Regions from separate parts of the Mus musculus genome. Here region 1 is linked to region 2. A link is a contact called in public Hi-C data. All regions are on one chromosome and are shown on one strand. The core of a region is the stretch at or near the end of the contact, and the rest is flanking DNA. Distances in the headings are between cores, read along the strand shown. Region 1 holds the start of Acot8 (acyl-CoA thioesterase 8). Region 2 overlaps Rbpjl (recombination signal binding protein for immunoglobulin kappa J region-like).

Region 1 (3,344 bases), core at 731-3,230, 390 kb after region 2:
CCTACCCTTGAGTTAGCCTTCAAAGCCAGGAAAGAAGAAGTAACCACTGGGCTACCAAGTGTGGCTGCAAGCAAGGCGCCAGGGTGCGGGGTTTACCTGCCCGGACAAAGTAGCAGTGCAGGGAGTGGACATGGACGTCTTCACTCACAGACTTGGCTGCAGCCACCAGGGCCTGGCCCATAATTTGACCCCCAAAGAGCCGCTGGGAGGTAGGTACCCAGTAATGCCTTCCTCTGTGGAGAGAGGAAAGTGGAAAAGACTTGAGGGGCGCTGTGAACTCCGTAAGCCTCCAGTAAAGGGTTTAAGGTTACTTGGGTCCTTTTTCAGAACCCGAGGGAGGCCAACGAGTCTGCTCTCGAATCTCTTACATCACCGCACAAATCTTTCGTCCACGCATCTACCCAAGCTTTCTGTGGACTTCAAACAGAACATAAGCGCGAGCTCCCTCGTTTACAGCAAGAGTACAGGAAGCATGTCCACACAGTTCAACCCTTACCAACCCTGGGAGGTCTCAAGTCCACAGCTTCCCCGCCCCAAACCAGGGAAAGGGAGAGGCCAGAAGTTTGTTGAGGCCTTGAACAGACATGAGGAACTCCAAAAAAAACAGATCTGGGACTGGGTTGTGTGGATGAAGGCTTGCTGCTGGCACTCCTTAACCATGACAAGGCAGCTCTTCCAGGAACTAGTTTCAGAGCTAAAAGGACTTCAAGACTTCCCATATAACTCCCTTAAAAAAAAAAAAAAAAAAAAAAAAAAAAAAACAGTCTGAGGTTGTGAAACTGAATGCAGATTAATCTAGCCGAAATCAGAGGCGCTGCCGGCTACCTGCAGATTAATCTAGGTGAAAGGGCTTGCCCAGTGCTGGAGCCTGAACCCTGAGTCCTAGCACTCAACCCTGAGATTGTCAGTTTTTTCTTTACAGAACAATTTGAAAAGCGCTCCTGGCCCAAGACAGTAATTACCTAGCTGGAAGAACGATAGCTTCTGATAAAGTCGTAAGGGCTGCATGGGTCAGAACTGTCACTGAACAGGCATGGTGGTACACACCTTTGAGCCCAGGATTTGGGAGGCAGAGATACACTGGCCTCTGTGAGCTCAAGGCCAGCCAGGTCTACACAGAGTTCCAGGTTAGCCAGGGAGGGCTATACAGAAAGCCTGTCTCAAAACAAAACAAGACAACCAGCTAGACCTGGTGGTGAACTCCTGCCAGCGCTTAAGAGACAAATGAAGGTGGATCCCTGTGGGTTCCAAGCCAACTTGCTGTGTATATATATATACTCTCTCTCTCATTCTCTCCCTCTCCATTCATATATATATAGTGAATTCCAGGTCATCCAGGACTATATTTAGTGACATCTTGTCTCTAAACAAAACAAAAAAATTGTTACAAACCCACTTCAGTGAAAGATAAGTAATGACTTACCAGACATTAAGGGATGGCTTGAACAAACGAACACACACGCACACTCAGTCTACCAGATTAAGCTGCCTTGTGGGGTAGCGGAGTCTCTGTCCCCTCTCTCCCTCTCTCCCTCTCTCCCTCTCTCCCTCTCTCTCTCTCTCTCTCTCTCACACACACACACACACACACACACACCTTCCCCCCCCACCCCCCAGATCGCCTCCTGAAGAGGAAGCAAGGATGGATGCCAGGGACATGCCTTCTAACTGCAGCAGAGCTTGCATCCAACTCTTAACCCCAGAACTGAGGTTCACAGGGAGATGGCAGTAATCGCGACTCTATACTGAAAGAGGGGTGCGAGCCTAGTTCAGAGGCGCTACCGGCTACCTGTAGAGATCTTCATCTAGCGGCTCGAGGTTGAGCACGCTCGTGACCAGCACACTACGGAGGTCCCCGGAAAGGTCGCCGCGGTCGGCGTCGCCATGAGCATCTCCCAGACCCTCTGGCGCTGACATTTTCACTGCTGGCTGCGGTTGAGAGAAACGCGGAAACTTATATAGGCTCCCAGCGCTTCCGGAAGGTCGCTCCAGGGGCCGGAAATCCCAAGGGCTCCGGGGAGCGAGACGCAGATTGTGATTGGTCGATGTGCTTGTCAATTTCAGAGTGGGCGCGGCTAGCTCTATCTTAAGATTGGAGGATATTTGTGTCAGTTTTGGACATCCGCGTGTGATTGGGTGAATCAGCGAGGGGGCGGAGCCTTGGAGATGAATAATAAGGGATGAGCGTCTTTCCTCTTCTGTCACTGAGCAAAGTCGCCCCTAGGTTGCTGTTACCGGTCTCCTCCTGTTCTGGGCTCCTCCCAAGCGCCCTGTAAGCCACTCACTCGGGACCGCAGCTGGGCCCGTGCCAGCCGTTACCCAGTGACCTCTGACCCCTGCCGTGGTTCTAGGTTCTAGGAGGGCCAGTCCCCGGCCATGGAGCTAGGCAGCTGCTTTAAGACCTACGAGGACTTCAAGGAGTGTTTCAGCGCCTACAAAAAGGAGACCAGGTGCTCCTTCATTGTCAGGGACTGCATCTCCGTCCGCTTCCATAACCTCAACAACGGCACCTCTTTCCGCGAGGATATCCTGTAAGGGCGGGGCAGGAGGGTGGGGAGGAGGGCTGCCTGGAGGAGGAGGGCGTGCATGGAGGAGCCACGTTCCCCGTGCCTGCGGAAAAACGAGGGAAACCTCACCGGCGTGGCCTTTGCTACCCGCCGCGCTTGCTCCCACTCCTTCATTCACGAGCTTTCCTGGGAATTCGCAGTAACTGCATCTTGTTGTTTTTCCGTTTTATTTGTTTGTTGAGAGAATCTATCTCAAGCGCAAGGCTGGTTGAGGAGTGAATTGAAACGCCTTAGTAATAATTTCCTCCATTAGCCTCCTCTTTACAAAGCAGTAATGGTGCTCATTGGTTGGTTGGTTGGTTCTTTTCGGTGATTGATTTTGTAAATGATTCTTGAGCTCCAGATACAGCCGTTTTCAAACACCTTCCTTATCCAAGGTGGTGCTCCCTGAGTGCCTTTCTTACTCTGCAGGGCTGTGTGTCAGAATTATTGGTGGTAGCTCCCTGACTCATTTGACTTTAGGGGCTAAAAGCTGATGAAAACGCCAGGGCTTTTAGGGTTCAGGTGAAACAGCCTACTATAAATTTAGCTTTTAGTTTTTCTTTGAAAGAAAGAATAAGGGTGCAGGTTTAGAAGCCCAATGCGAAAAGGTTGAGGCCGGCGGGTCATGAGTTTGAGACAAATCAGTTTGGTTTAAAAAAAAAAATACAGGGAAAGGGGGTTGGTGGTGGAAGCCTTTAATCCCAGCACTCAGGAGGCAGAGGCAGGCAGATCTCTGTGAGTTCGACGCCAGTCTGGTCTACAGAGCAGCTTCCAGGACAGTCAGGGCTACACAGA
Region 2 (3,064 bases), core at 60-2,559:
CTCTGCCTCAAAAAATAAGGTAGAGAGCAACTGAAAAAGACACCTCAATTGATAGCCACCTCTGGCCTCCACACCTGTACACACACACACACACACACACACACACTCAGGCACACTACAAATAAAAAAATATTTTTTTCTAAAAAAGACCTTTGGTTTTATAGATGTACATATATGCATACACACATATACATCTATGTGTATACGCATACATACGTAGCCCATACAGTGTATGGGTCTCACACAAGCTCCCTGAGGCAGATAAACTGGGAAACTTAGAAGGAAAACTTGATAAAGTGGGACCACTAGCGAAGCTTCAGTTCCATCCTTTGGACTTCCTGCCAGGCTTCCCTCTGCCCCAAGGAGGCCAACAGGGCGCTGCTCAACGACAGCTCTTGCTGGACCATCATTGGCACGGAGTCGGTGGAGTTCACCTTCAGCACCAGCCTGGCCTGTACTCGGGAGCCCGTCACTCCGGTGCCTCTCATCAGCACTCTGGAGGTGAATCTGCAGGGTGGTGTGCAGCCCTGCCTGCCTGCCTGCCTGCCTGCCTGCCTGCCTATCTGCTCTAGGAATGGGGAGGCTGTGGAGGAAGGGCAGGAGGCTCCTTCTAACCCACCACCATCACCACTCCCTCGTCACCTACATCTGGTCCCATCCACCCCCCAGCTGAGCGGTGGAGGTGATGTGGCCACGCTGGAGCTGCACGGAGAAAATTTCCACGCTGGGCTCAAGGTGTGGTTCGGAGACGTGGAGGCAGAAACCATGTACAGGTACAGAGAGGCGGTGGGAACAGCTTGGGCCAAGGGATCCAGAGACTGGAATGTTTATGATTGGCTTCAACCTCCATGCCCCGCCCACAGGAGCCCTCGTTCCTTGGTGTGCGTAGTGCCAGACGTGGCGGCCTTCGGCAGCGACTGGCGTTGGCTCCGCACCCCCATCACCGTGCCCGTGAGCTTGCTGCGCGCGGATGCGCTCTTCTACCCCAGCCCCTTCTCTTTCACCTACACCCCGGAATACAGCGCGCTGCCACGGCTGCCCAACGCGCAAGAGCCTGCCCCCGACGCGGACACGCTCCTGGAGAGCATCCACCACGAGTTCACACGCACCAACTTCCATCTCTTCTGCCCCACCTAGGCAGTGCCACTGAGGCTGACTCCAGGCCCGCAGCTGTCCCTCAGGGAAAAAGAGCAGGAAGGAGAGAGATAGCTCACCTGACCTCAGGCCACTCACTGTCCTCAGACATACAGTAACTGTCTTCAATCATGAGTGACGTTCTAATGTCTTCACGGCGTGGCGTGCTTCCTGTTTTTGTTACCTTATAGATTTATTCTTCCGCTTTTGTCTCTTTCTGGCTCTTCCTGGGTCGGTGACCGGTTCTGAGGATCCAAGCCTATTGGGGATTTGCTCTCCAGACATCTGTGTCCCCACTTGAAAACAAGTTGCATGAAGTAAGACTAGAATGTCTAGGGCCCTGATCCCATGAGGTCCCTCTTAGAGCTAGGCGTCTATCTGCCTGTGGTGACACTCTCTATGGCACCCTCGCCTGGGTTTGGTCTCTGATCACTATCCCATGACATTAATGTCAGGCAGAGGCCTAGGACGGCTCTCTTCACTGTCCCAAGGCCACTTCTCCTTCAGGACCCAGAGGAAGAGCCTAAGGCTAAAGATCCTCCTGTATCCAGGTACAGGTGACTGGGAAACACTGTGCTGGGGACAGGGATGGCAAGGTGCAAGGCTGAGTGCTCCCCGGATTCCATCCAAACCAGAGTCTGATGGAGCTGGCACCTTTATGACTCTCTGCGGAGAAGAAATGGGGTTCTAAGGCAGCAGATACCCTAAGCCTAGAGGCTACCTTGGCAGCCAGCAACTAGCTATACCCCCATGCCAAGTATCTTAGTTAGTTAGGGTTTTACTGCTGTGAACAGACACCATGACCAAGGCAACTCTTATAACAACATTTAACTAGGGCTGGCTTACAAGTTCAGAGGTTCAGTCCATTATCATCAAGGTGTGAGCATGGCAGCATCCAGGCAGGCATGGTGCAGGTGGAGCTGAGAGTTCTACATCTTCATCTGAAGGCTGCTAGGAGAAGACTGGCTTCCAGGCAGCTAGGATGAGGGTCTTAAAGGCCACACCCACAGTGACACACCTACTCCAACAAAACCACACCTACTAGAACAAGGCCACACCTCCTCACAGTGCCACACCTCCTCACAGTGCCACTCCCTTGGCCAAATATATTCAAACCACCACACCAAACAAGAAAACACTGCAGAGTCAGAGACAAACATAGGGCCTCTTCAGAACATATCTTTCCCACGTCAAGGCAGACAGAAGTCATGAGACAACAGGACAATGAGACAACTCAGAAATCAGACAACTGAGAAATAAACCTCTGAATGTGGGACCCATGCTGGAGCTACACCCGGCTCTGGTCAGCCTTACCCTGCTTACTCTGTGCTTCTAAGGAAAAGGAAACTGGCAGGATCCTGGCTTGGGCTATGAAAACCAAAGACATAGGTAGAATGGATGTCAGTCTCTGGTCTTGCCTGGTAGGAAGTATTGATTTGAAATATGAGGTTGGTCTACAGCCATAACACCCTGACCATGACAGATTTCATCTGAAATGTGGGTTCAAAGCCCTAACGATCTGGAACTTTCCTTAGCCCAGGAGGAAGAGTTCATTTCCTGTAACCCCCCTCCGACCCCCATCCGGCCCCCAAATGTAGAAAGTCCCCTATGAAACCAGAAATAAATTCATTCATAAGACTTCATAGAGTGGCAGGGCAGGGGTGGCGCACACCTTTGATCCCAGTGTTCAAGAGGCCAGTCTCTGAGTTTGAGGCCAGCCTAATCTACAGAGTGAGTTCCAGGACAGCCAGAGCTACACAGAGAAACCCTGCCTCAAACAAACAAAGACTTCATAGAGTCTCCAATGATTTTTCTTTTTCTGGATTGGTGTTGTTTTCTTCACTGATTTCTGTCGTCTGCTATTGACAAGCTGGAATTGACCACAAAAGGCCTAGAAGAAGCTTGTTTCTGTGGCCCTAGACTATGAATC

What was found. Hi-C and Micro-C count contacts between places; a contact is called where the count stands out from the background.
Region 1: a contact with region 2 is called in a Hi-C map of B cells, with 4 times the contacts expected there. The contact joins the promoter of Acot8 here to the enhancer-like site in region 2. A contact is called at or near these places in 5 of 39 promoter capture datasets (3T3-L1-derived adipocytes, hippocampal neurons, liver and 1 more), 1 of 15 datasets of contacts at CTCF or cohesin (large pre-B cells) and 4 of 484 Hi-C or Micro-C datasets (B cells, cortical neurons, palatal mesenchyme and 1 more).

The regions. Positions count from the first base shown.
Region 1 is chr2:164,802,901-164,806,244 of GRCm38.p6, forward strand. Acot8 (acyl-CoA thioesterase 8) reads right to left here and starts at 1,981. Exons shown (of 6, transcript NM_133240.2): 1 at 1,790-1,981; 2 at 97-233. The coding sequence starts at 1,917. Zswim3 (zinc finger SWIM-type containing 3) reads left to right here and starts at 2,214. Exons shown (of 2, transcript NM_178375.2): 1 at 2,214-2,531. The coding sequence starts at 2,377.
Region 2 is chr2:164,413,507-164,416,570 of GRCm38.p6, forward strand. Rbpjl (recombination signal binding protein for immunoglobulin kappa J region-like) reads left to right here. Exons shown (of 12, transcript NM_009036.1): 10 at 346-501; 11 at 670-773; 12 at 864-1,942. The coding sequence ends at 1,137. Among named protein-coding and RNA genes, the nearest start is that of Matn4, 10 kb to the left of the region's middle. Within about 2 kb of position 1,310, at least 16 of the 459 cell types and tissues checked have an H3K27ac peak or open chromatin away from gene starts, as enhancers often do. A contact at or near this core is called in B cells, where this site is marked.